2 separate regions of the Drosophila melanogaster genome follow, and region 2 is linked to region 1. Evidence: chromatin contacts called from public Hi-C data. All regions are on one chromosome and are shown on one strand. Each heading gives the region's core, a stretch centred on a gene start, on an enhancer-like site or on the middle of the called end of the contact. The rest is flanking DNA. Distances are from core to core; before and after follow the strand shown. Region 1 overlaps sls (sallimus). Region 2 holds the start of CG15878.

Region 1 (4,700 bases), core at 33-2,532:
TAGTTTGGAAAGAGAAACGGTGGCCAAAACACAGACTGCCAAAAGTAATGCATTGGAATTATTCGAGTTATCTGAGGGTCTAGTCAGTAGCACCGCTGATTCTCATAGTCCAATAGCCGAGGATTTGCCTATTTTTGAGAAAGATGTAAAAGAAGCCACTATAGATATGCAAATGCAGCACCACGTAACAACTTCCGAAACAGTTTCCAATGAAAATGCAGTTAAGGATTTGAAAGCAGTTGATACCCCGAAAATGGCCGAGGGCACATTGGGGCAATCAAGTGCGTTAACTATTGGGGAAACGCAGCAGATGAATCTTGTAGAAACGACAGTTGAGCTTATCGAACCAAATGTAGAATCGACAAAACCAGCTAAGGGCGCCTTAACAGAGGCATATGGCACAGCCGAGAGTAACGAAGAGACCCTCCTCGAATCACTCGGTTTGGTACCAGACGATAATCGCAAGATAGAACAAGGAAAAGTAAATATTAGCGAAGGGGAGTATGTGGCAAAAGTTCAGACCACGACGGTGACTGACACTGAGGGAGAATTTGTTTCCGTAGCTCCAAAACTGGTGAATCCCAAATTCGATTTCGTCGAGCAATCTGCGTTGCAGATTAAGCAGGACACGACAGTGGAGAAGGAGGAAATTCTATCTTCCAATATAGAACTGGCACCACAGTTAGCTACATCAAATATGTTTCCTGCTGAGTTAAAGGTTACAAGCATATACGAAGTTCAACCAGGTCTGACATCAAGTGATATTATTACGGAGCAAACAAAGTCTGTATCAGCTAATCAAGTCTTTGAGACGATGTCGATTGGAGTTACTAGTAAGCCAGATATGTTAGAGAGTACTAGTCACATTGATGCCTTTCAACATCCTGAGTTCAAAACGGGGGACACAATTCTAGATGAAAACCAACAACCTTTGGAAGTAACAAACGTGCAGATAACCGAGTCAAGTACGGATATTATTGATGTCTTACCTAATCAAAAGCTTACTAAAGCCGAAACTGTCACCGATGGATTTAAATATGCTGAGGGCCTAGTTGTACTTCCGATGGAGTCGACAATCGATAAAACCGAAGATACCAAACCGACGGCGGTAAATGCAGATATTAGCATGCATCAACAATTTGGAACAGATGTTAGAGAGCAGGAGCCGCTAGAAAGTACTCTAACACGCACAGAGGATCTAAAGCCTCAGACACAAACAACAGAAAGCCAGTTTGGGTTGCTGCAATCTCTGGAAACCAGCTCATGTGTTACCTTAGAGGGAGAAAGCGTTCTATCAGTTAAAGAGCGCCATCCTGAACAAAGCGCTGCCATTGGAACTTCGTCAGCTCTGCAAGTGGCCAATATCACGAGGCCCCAGCATATGGAATCTTTGGATAGACTAGATGAACAGAAGGTGCCTTATTATCAGGCAAATGTTAATATTGGGGAAATCACTTTACCGAACGTTGAGAAAATCGATTCGTTTGATGTTCTAAGCGATTTGAATACACCAGATTACAATAAATCATCTAAAGGTCGTGTACAGTTAATTGAAAGCACAACATCGTTAAAAACGACAACAGCTGTTGTAAGTGAAAGTACAGAAGAATTAAAGGACTTAAACATTACTCAGCCAGTTCATATTAAGCCAAAGCCTTATGAATCTGATCAGAAAATCTCCATTTCCGAGCAGACAAATGTTCTCGAACATGTTTCGAGCCTGAACCCAGTATTACCCGCATTGGAAACGATCCAATCTTCAATAAAAAGTTTGCACGAGATAAATGTAAGAGAGACTGATATTTTAGAGAAAGAGGAGTCCCTGAAAGATGTTGATCATATAAGTGGCCGTCTGGCTAAAATTATTTTGGACTGCACGACAGGCATCGCACAAGTTCGACAAGAAGAAACACTCGAGCATGAGGAGGACCTTAAAGCTCCCTTAATTCCGCTGGAGAAGGCAATACCTGCTTCTTCAGAGTTACATCGGTTGCCTCTAACTGAATACGTGCAAGAACAACAAGGTACCAGTGACATGACGGACTTTAAAGTTTCAAACAAATGTGCATCTCCTAATATTGATCATTTATATGAAACAAAGTCATCTGAAATGATTGTATACGACTCTTCGATAAATTCAGTTGATTCCGAGTTTCCAGCTGGTATAGTGCCTCAAAAATCTCTAGTTCCCTTTCGGCATACAATGGTGACAGAAAACGTTGCCTTTAATGCATCTGAAAATTTCGAAATCTTATCTGCCGATCAACAAATTGCCACAAATGTGCAGGATAGCCTAAGTCAATCAATAATCGCAGAGGATCAAATTGCATTTGAAACTGAACAAAATCTGGGTCTTGAAACTACACCGACCCACAAACCCAAACTTCTTAAGGATGACCAAAATCTTCATGCGAAGCTCGTGGACGAAGCAACAGTATATGAAGCCATGGGACAGGAGCAAAAAGTTGATAAATATAACATACAACAAGCGGAGATCACTCACGATCTACCTCAAGTTTATGCAACCGATCTCCAACAAACTTTTGAGGCTGAAAAAGAGATTACGACTCGTGAGCAATCTTATGTGGCAGCAACAACTGATATTATTCCATCGCGGCTCGGTTTAGCGATGACTACAAAGACGCATCCTGTTGAAGGAATTGATGTTCTGTTAAGTTCGCCTCCAAAACCATCGCTTGCGCAGACAAACTATGAAGAAACACAGCATGAAGTACGCGTCAGAGAAACCCAAGCGATAGAGGAATCCGAGGAACTCACAGATGGACGATTACTTCCGGTTTCTGCTGTCGAGTCGATAGACAGTACGTTTAAGGTGACATCAGATTCTCAACAACCACCAGTTTTCGATAAGGAGTTGTCAATACCGACTGTATCTCCTTTGGAGGCCAGAGCAAAACCATCTTTAAATCTACTTCAAGGCACCACCACATTCGATGTCATTCCCTTAGAATCATCTGTACTTCTTAAAGATACGCATGTCGCTGTGCAGAAGGCGCAACAGGAGTATGTCGCTCAGGTGGAGTCAAATAAAGTTCACGTTCAAATGGATAATCTAGTTATGCATAAGGAAGATATTTTTGAAAATGCCGAAATAGAGAATTTTTGTAAACCAATTACCGAAGGCACTCAGCTGGAAACAGTTGTTATTGAAGTGGTGCCAATAGATAATGTGGGTGGTATTCATTTAGCCCCACAGCCATCTACATTATTAGCCACTTTAACGTCTACCGATATAGTCAATCAATCGCACGTTATAGATACACAAGTTCCCTTAGAAATGGAAAGTGAAGCTCAAGCTCCTTTAGACAACATTGCCCAAGCTAGGATTAAATCAGCTGAAGACCACGTACACACAAACGTGTCTGAGGTTAATGTTTACGAACAAACTAAAGCAATTCAAGATCAAAACAAACATGGCTTATTTGTTAAGGTATCGAAGAATTCTGATACGAGCAAAGCTTATTTAACAACAATACAATCGACATTCTTAAAAGAGGACATCCTACCTAAACCTAACATTCTTCAGGACACAGCTCAAGCTGCTGCTGATGAACTTCAATCTTTGGTAACCGAGGAAGTCGTTAGCGTTAGCTCTATTCAAGAAACATATGAACTTAAAATTCCACTGCAAAAAACAGCTAACTTAACTCAGCAAACTCCACAGAATTCTGTAAATGTTTGTCAGCAACTTGCTTATGAAGAAACACCTGATATTGCGTTTGAGCCGCACGCATTAACGCGAGCAACTACTAGTTCTGTACCGACATTTCTTAAGCCAGCCGAAAATGCAACTGTTAATATTTATGAAAACATTGAAGGGCATGGTGATTTTAAGCCGGGAACTGTAAACCTGACTTCCAATTCAAATTTGAATTCTGAGTTAGTGGTTTCGGTAGTACAAGAGGTGACATCGGTACCATCTTTGGGTAGCCTTGCAACGGTCGAACCCCAGGAGCTAAAAGCAATGCCAGTTACAAAATCATCCACAAACCTTGCTTACAGCGAGGAAGGTGGGATTCCATATGTACAGATTACTGTAGAAGAAGCTAAATTGGTTAACACTCGGGCAGACGTAGAAGAAAACATAACTTCTGTCACGACAGAACAACCCAACATGTGTATTGCCGCATCGATTCAGTTGCCAGCCATAGAAGAAAAAAAATTAGAAAATGCTTTACAAACTCCACAATTTGCATCAGAGTCGATCCTAAAAACTTCACCACAGATTTCCCGAAATGCACACTTTGAAACCAGAACACACGAAGAGGAATATTCAACGACCACTGAATCACTAGTAACAACACAAGCCTTAAGAGATGACATTGATAGTACTCAAAAAAACGTAATGCAGGATGTTCAAATGTATAAACATTTCGCGACAAAGAGCTTAGATAAAACGGTAAAAGTGGAAACGGGTAAGTATATAGTTAGATTATATTTAGTTAGTTAAAAAAAGGCGTATTACTTTCACTAGCACCGTCCCTTCGAACCCAAAGCACATATTACACAAAACAAAGCAATGCCACAATAGCAATACAATACAATATACTAAATGCACACTTTTTTACACAGATACAAATCAAGCCACAGACACAACACACATAAAACAAAAAACACCAACACATAAACTAGCATCCAGCACGACTCAAATCACAGAATCGCCAGAAATTATAAAAACT
Region 2 (4,827 bases), core at 571-3,070, 140 kb before region 1:
TGAATTAATTAGATATTTTAAACATCCTTTAAAACTGTTCAATGTTTGGAGTCTAAGCCAACTGTCGAGTGTTAATAGCCCGTGGCGTTGAATGTCCAATTAAAGACCGTATTAGGTTGCCATCGTTTGGATGAACAATTTGCATTTTTCTGGAGAAACAAAGGTAACGACAGCAAACACTCCTCTCACGACATCAATCACTTGGCCACACACAAAAATGCCAAGGCACATAGATCGCAATTAATTTACCCAAGCCAACCAGCCAGCCACCCAGCCTCAATTTGGCATGGAGTCAGTCAGCCCGTGTTTGCCCTCCTCCTGTTGCAGCTGCCAGTTGCATCTGCAACCGAGTCTATGCCGGCACAGTGTCTCCTCCTGGCAGCAGATACTCTCCGCTTTCAGCCATTCGAAGAGGACACCCATGGAATGCCGGCTCCATCGGAGCCATCGTTTCCATAGGATCCATTGGATACATCGGCATGACGTCGTCTGCCGTGTTTGCCTGCATGTCAAATTCTCATTTCATTGAAATCGGCAAATATTGACTAAGAACTTCGATGCAATCAACGCTGCCGGCGACTGTGACAAATGGGCGTGGCATGTCGACATCTCGGAGGCAAATCGATGTTGCCGGCATATTTGCATGGCAACGAAAGTGAAACTAGGCGAGCTGGAAAAGTGAAAAGTGAAAGCCCAAGGGAAAGCTTAAACTAATAAAGCGAGCAAAGAATCAACGGTTGAGTGAAAACCACTTGACCCAAAAGTCGTATTTTTCAAACTGACTTTGTGGGTCAGGTATGAAAGATAATATTGTTTTTAGGCTACAGAGCTCACCGCCAAGCGAATTAAATTAAGGTTACTATTTGAACTTCTAACTTCACTTGCATATGCATTTTATAATAAAATTCGTTGATTCTAGAATAAAGTTCTTAAGCACATCTGATGAGCTCTTAAAAACTCCATCTTATTAGTCCGGAAAACGAAACCACTTGGTTATTAAAACATTGCGGCAAATTGCTACGCAACTTTTGGAGTCAATAAACTAAACGGCCAAAACGGGCGAGGCCACTCAGGCGAATCCTGGCGGGTAAGGATAATCAGCACAGCTCAGACATCCTTTGAAGCCAGGTGGGGCGGAAAGAGAAACAGAAACACCTGGGAGCGAGTCAAAAAACAATTTCGCCTCATTATCATTTCAACATATTGTATGCCCAAGTGTTTCAAATTGTTCAAAGAGAGAGAGAGAGCAGGAAAACTCGAAGGACGAGTTGGGCTCCTGATGAAGAAGTTTTCCCTTTTCGTCCTCGTCTAAGGTTGTTGCTGGATGTCGGATGTTGCGGGCGGGATGTTGGTGGGTGGCAAGTGTAGGTGCTGCCGGAAATCACTATGCTCATAAATGCGCCATGAATAAATTAACTCGCTGAAAAGCAAAAGCCAAGCTAAACTAAAAGCCGAGCAAAACAAAGGCGAGTGGCTGAGCAGAGCCTTAGATTTCAAACGAATGATAATAATAATTGAAGCAGCGACCCAAGTACTTGCACAATGGTTAGGTAATAACGCTGTACATGTACATTAAACAAGCAAGAGTGTGCTGTGTATGAGTCGGCACTGAGAGAAAAATGTGATAAGATTGTAATTTACGATCATTCATTTTTCAAAAGGAGTTATTTTCCTAAAATTTTAAAGATACAAGAGGGAGTTAGTGGGACTTAAATTGGTGGCAGTTCCTTGATTCTATTTATTTATTTATTGATTTCTTCTATTCATTCCAGAGCAAAAAAGCAACGTAAGCGATAACAGTCTAAGCAACCGCTTAGTTGCTAGACAACATCAAAATTTCCAGAAACAACAGCTTTATCGATATTCCTGGTAGACCCCGGTGACCCTGGGAGTGTGTTCTCGACCCCCGACAGGAGCAGTCACACCCCGCCAAGATGTCCTTTCACCGGATCAATGTCAAACAAGCTTCCATAGCCGCCCGCCAGCGGCAGTCGCGGACGACCAGGATGACCCGGCACACCATTTTCAATTTGAAGAGACCCATTACCTTCCAGGTGCGCAAGTCGTTGGTGGAGTACGTGGACATGGAGCTAGCGGACATGGACACCTCCGTGTTCTATCAGCGCATCTTTATCCTGGCCAAGAACTGCCACTTGACGCCAGTTGTGTCCAACGAGGAGTTGCTCGCCGACGCGGTGGTGGAACAGGCTGAGCCTGAACCAGATGAAGCGGCGCCCATACAGTTCATGGAGGATGTGATCTTCGACAACACTGAAACGGAATCGCCCATGAACACGACGGCGGATCCAGCGCCCATTCCTGCACCGGAAGAAGGTGCGACGGAAACTGCAGAAGTAGTTACCCACATGTTCCGTTTCAGTGAAGACGATCCAGAAGAAGACTTTGTCGAAGAGGAGGAACTGGAAATGGACACCCAAGCACCCGATCAGCCCAAGGACTTCTTTGCCATCTTCAGCGAGCGCCTGCAGGAGCTGCATAAGCAGTGCAAGGCGCTGGCCATCACGCCGGATCCCATGTGCGGATTGTTTCTCCACATGGGCGAATACAGCATGCTGATGCTGGAGTCCTCCGAGGACATGATCGGATGCTTCACACGGGCCCTGGCCGATTGCTGTGAGACTTTCTGGTTGATGAATCGCGTCTTCCAGATCGAGGATCACGTGCAGGAGCTCTATACAAAAGAACTTATGTTTCGCCGCATCCCTTCCGTCTTTCTGAACGAGAAGTTCCCCACCTCCACGCCCACCGATGAGTATCTCATGGGAAAACAGCATCTGATCATCAAGGATAAGCTGCTGACCATCTGCCGGCTGCTCTCGGAGGGTCAGCAAGTGGATCCGGACGGGATCTCCACGCGAGAAAGCGACATGGAGGACGATATGCCAAAGTCAAAGTCCAAGAGCTCAATCCTAAGCGAACACTTGCCGGTGGAGGTGTTCCGGAAGCACCTGCCCGAGATCCAGCGCATCGAACTGGTTTTGGCATCCACACGATTCTACTACGAGTTGGGAGAGTTCGCCTGGCTCTACGGCCGGGTACCCTTCTCCCCCGACGAGGACGGTCTCTTCTGGCCCATACAGAGCAACTACACTCCTCCGAACATCTTCCGGCGCACTCCGTACGACATAAATCTCACATTTGGTGAGTATGCCGCGGAGGCTAGCAAGAGAAAAACCCAAGGAAGCCTGGTCGGAAGTATAGCTGACGAGGAGGAGGCTCCACCAAATGAAGAGACCCCGCCAAAGACAGAATAAGTGGTTCGGTAATTTGTAGTTGTATTTTAACCTTAGATTTTGTGTCCATTGTATTTTCTAAACCGTCAAGCGAACAAACTGTCAATTCTAAAGAATTCGCGCCTCAGCAAGTATGTTTGTTTTAGCATAAACCTAAAGATTTCGCGTACAAATAAAGAAATCCCATTTATAAAACAAGATTTTTGGTAAATATACTTTAGAAGCCCTGTTTTTTGAGTGTGTCGTCATCAAGAAGGAGCAGCAGTTGTCGCTGTTATCTCTGAACCTCGCGCTCGGTTACAATGTTTTCGGCATTGTGCACATGACTGCATCTCATCTGAGGGCAGGTGGATTGGATGGAGCTGGTGGCTGTCGGGTACATGAATGGGTGTGGGGTTTTCGGCTGTTATGTGGTTTCAGCCCATTCGGGGCTGTCTTGTTTTGGCTTGCCACTTGAATGGCTCGACTTTGTTAACATAAACATAAATTCGCGGTGTGAGTGCGCACATGTGTGGGCTTGGCTGGCGAATGGCTGAATGGTGCGCCTTTTAACATAAACCGCATCAGACGCCAGCTGTCAGTTGTAATACCGTCGGAGCTCCGGGCTTGCAGCTGTCAAAAGCCGCTGCTGCCATTTGGAGTCACTTGACAGTGGGCCAAAAGAACACGGCAGCTTATGGGTGATTGCGTGGGCTTAGGGTGGGACGACTTCGATGGGGTTAAGCAGAGTTTGGCTCGAGAAAGTTCCCTAATAAAGTGGGATATTTACTCACGATTAATCATTCCCTGGGGTGAATGCGCGAAGGCGTTGAATCGTTAGTTTGTTTAACAAATCGAAAACAAGTTGTTATGTATGTGTTTGCTCGTTACTTGTAGAGTTCTTTATTTTTTACATATACCCACCTTAAAGCCTAAGTAATTAAATAAAATTACCACTCCGGGCTTAAAAATGGCTGCAGCCGCGAGAACATGTTTAGCAATTGTGCTAAAAAAGTTAATTAAACTTTGGGCGACCCCTCCTGCTGTTGCTTTGCACCTCTGCACCTGATCCTTCTGCATGCTGCATGATCCTGCTGTTTGGCAAACGGTGGACATGCAATGACAAGGACACAATTCAATCAAGCGCCGCAGGAGCTGCGGCTCCTCGTGTGACAACAACTGCCGAATAGACAGCGAGTGTCACCGCATAAACAAGGACATTGCACTCCTGGGTGACCAACGGCCTGCAGGTGGCTTTCCCTCGTGCGAGAGAGAGAGAGAGAGAGGAAAATCCAAACAAACAGCCGCTGCAGTTTTCATAAACTGCCAGACAGCATCGTAGCTGAAGGGGGGAAAACCACATCAAGGTTGGCCCAGACAATGGCGATAAGCCGACGGTGCTGCAGTGGCTGCTGCTGCACTCCGTGTTTTCGATTCCGGACTTTTACTCGTTCCCCGGATTTTGGACTACGGACCACGGACTCGTGGCTCTGGCATGAGAATGTTACGGCTACGTGGTGTAGCCCACAACTTGAGGCGCAAGCTCATAAATTACAGAGACGGGAGAGAGGGCCAAAAAAAAAGGCGGCTAAAA

The links. Hi-C and Micro-C count contacts between places; a contact is called where the count stands out from the background.
Region 2: a Hi-C map of the OSC cell line shows a contact between it and region 1, with 3 times the contacts expected there. The contact joins the promoter of CG15878 here to the enhancer-like site in region 1. A contact is called at or near these places in 17 of 107 Hi-C or Micro-C datasets (the Clone 8 cell line, the D17-c3 cell line, the Kc167 cell line and 8 more).

What each region holds. Positions count from the first base shown.
Region 1 is chr3L:2,069,808-2,074,507 of dm6, reverse strand. It overlaps sls (sallimus), which reads left to right. Exons shown (of 31, transcript NM_001274385.1): 17 at 1-4,436; 18 at 4,594-4,700. Among named protein-coding and RNA genes, the nearest start is that of CG42355, 34 kb to the right of the region's middle. Within about 2 kb of position 1,282, at least 9 of the 39 cell types and tissues checked have an H3K27ac peak or open chromatin away from gene starts, as enhancers often do. A contact at or near this core is called in pupal leg imaginal disc and wing imaginal disc, where this site is marked.
Region 2 is chr3L:2,209,496-2,214,322 of dm6, reverse strand. CG15878 reads left to right here and starts at 1,820. Exons shown (of 1, transcript NM_139442.1): 1 at 1,820-3,450. The coding sequence starts at 1,935. The coding sequence ends at 3,275.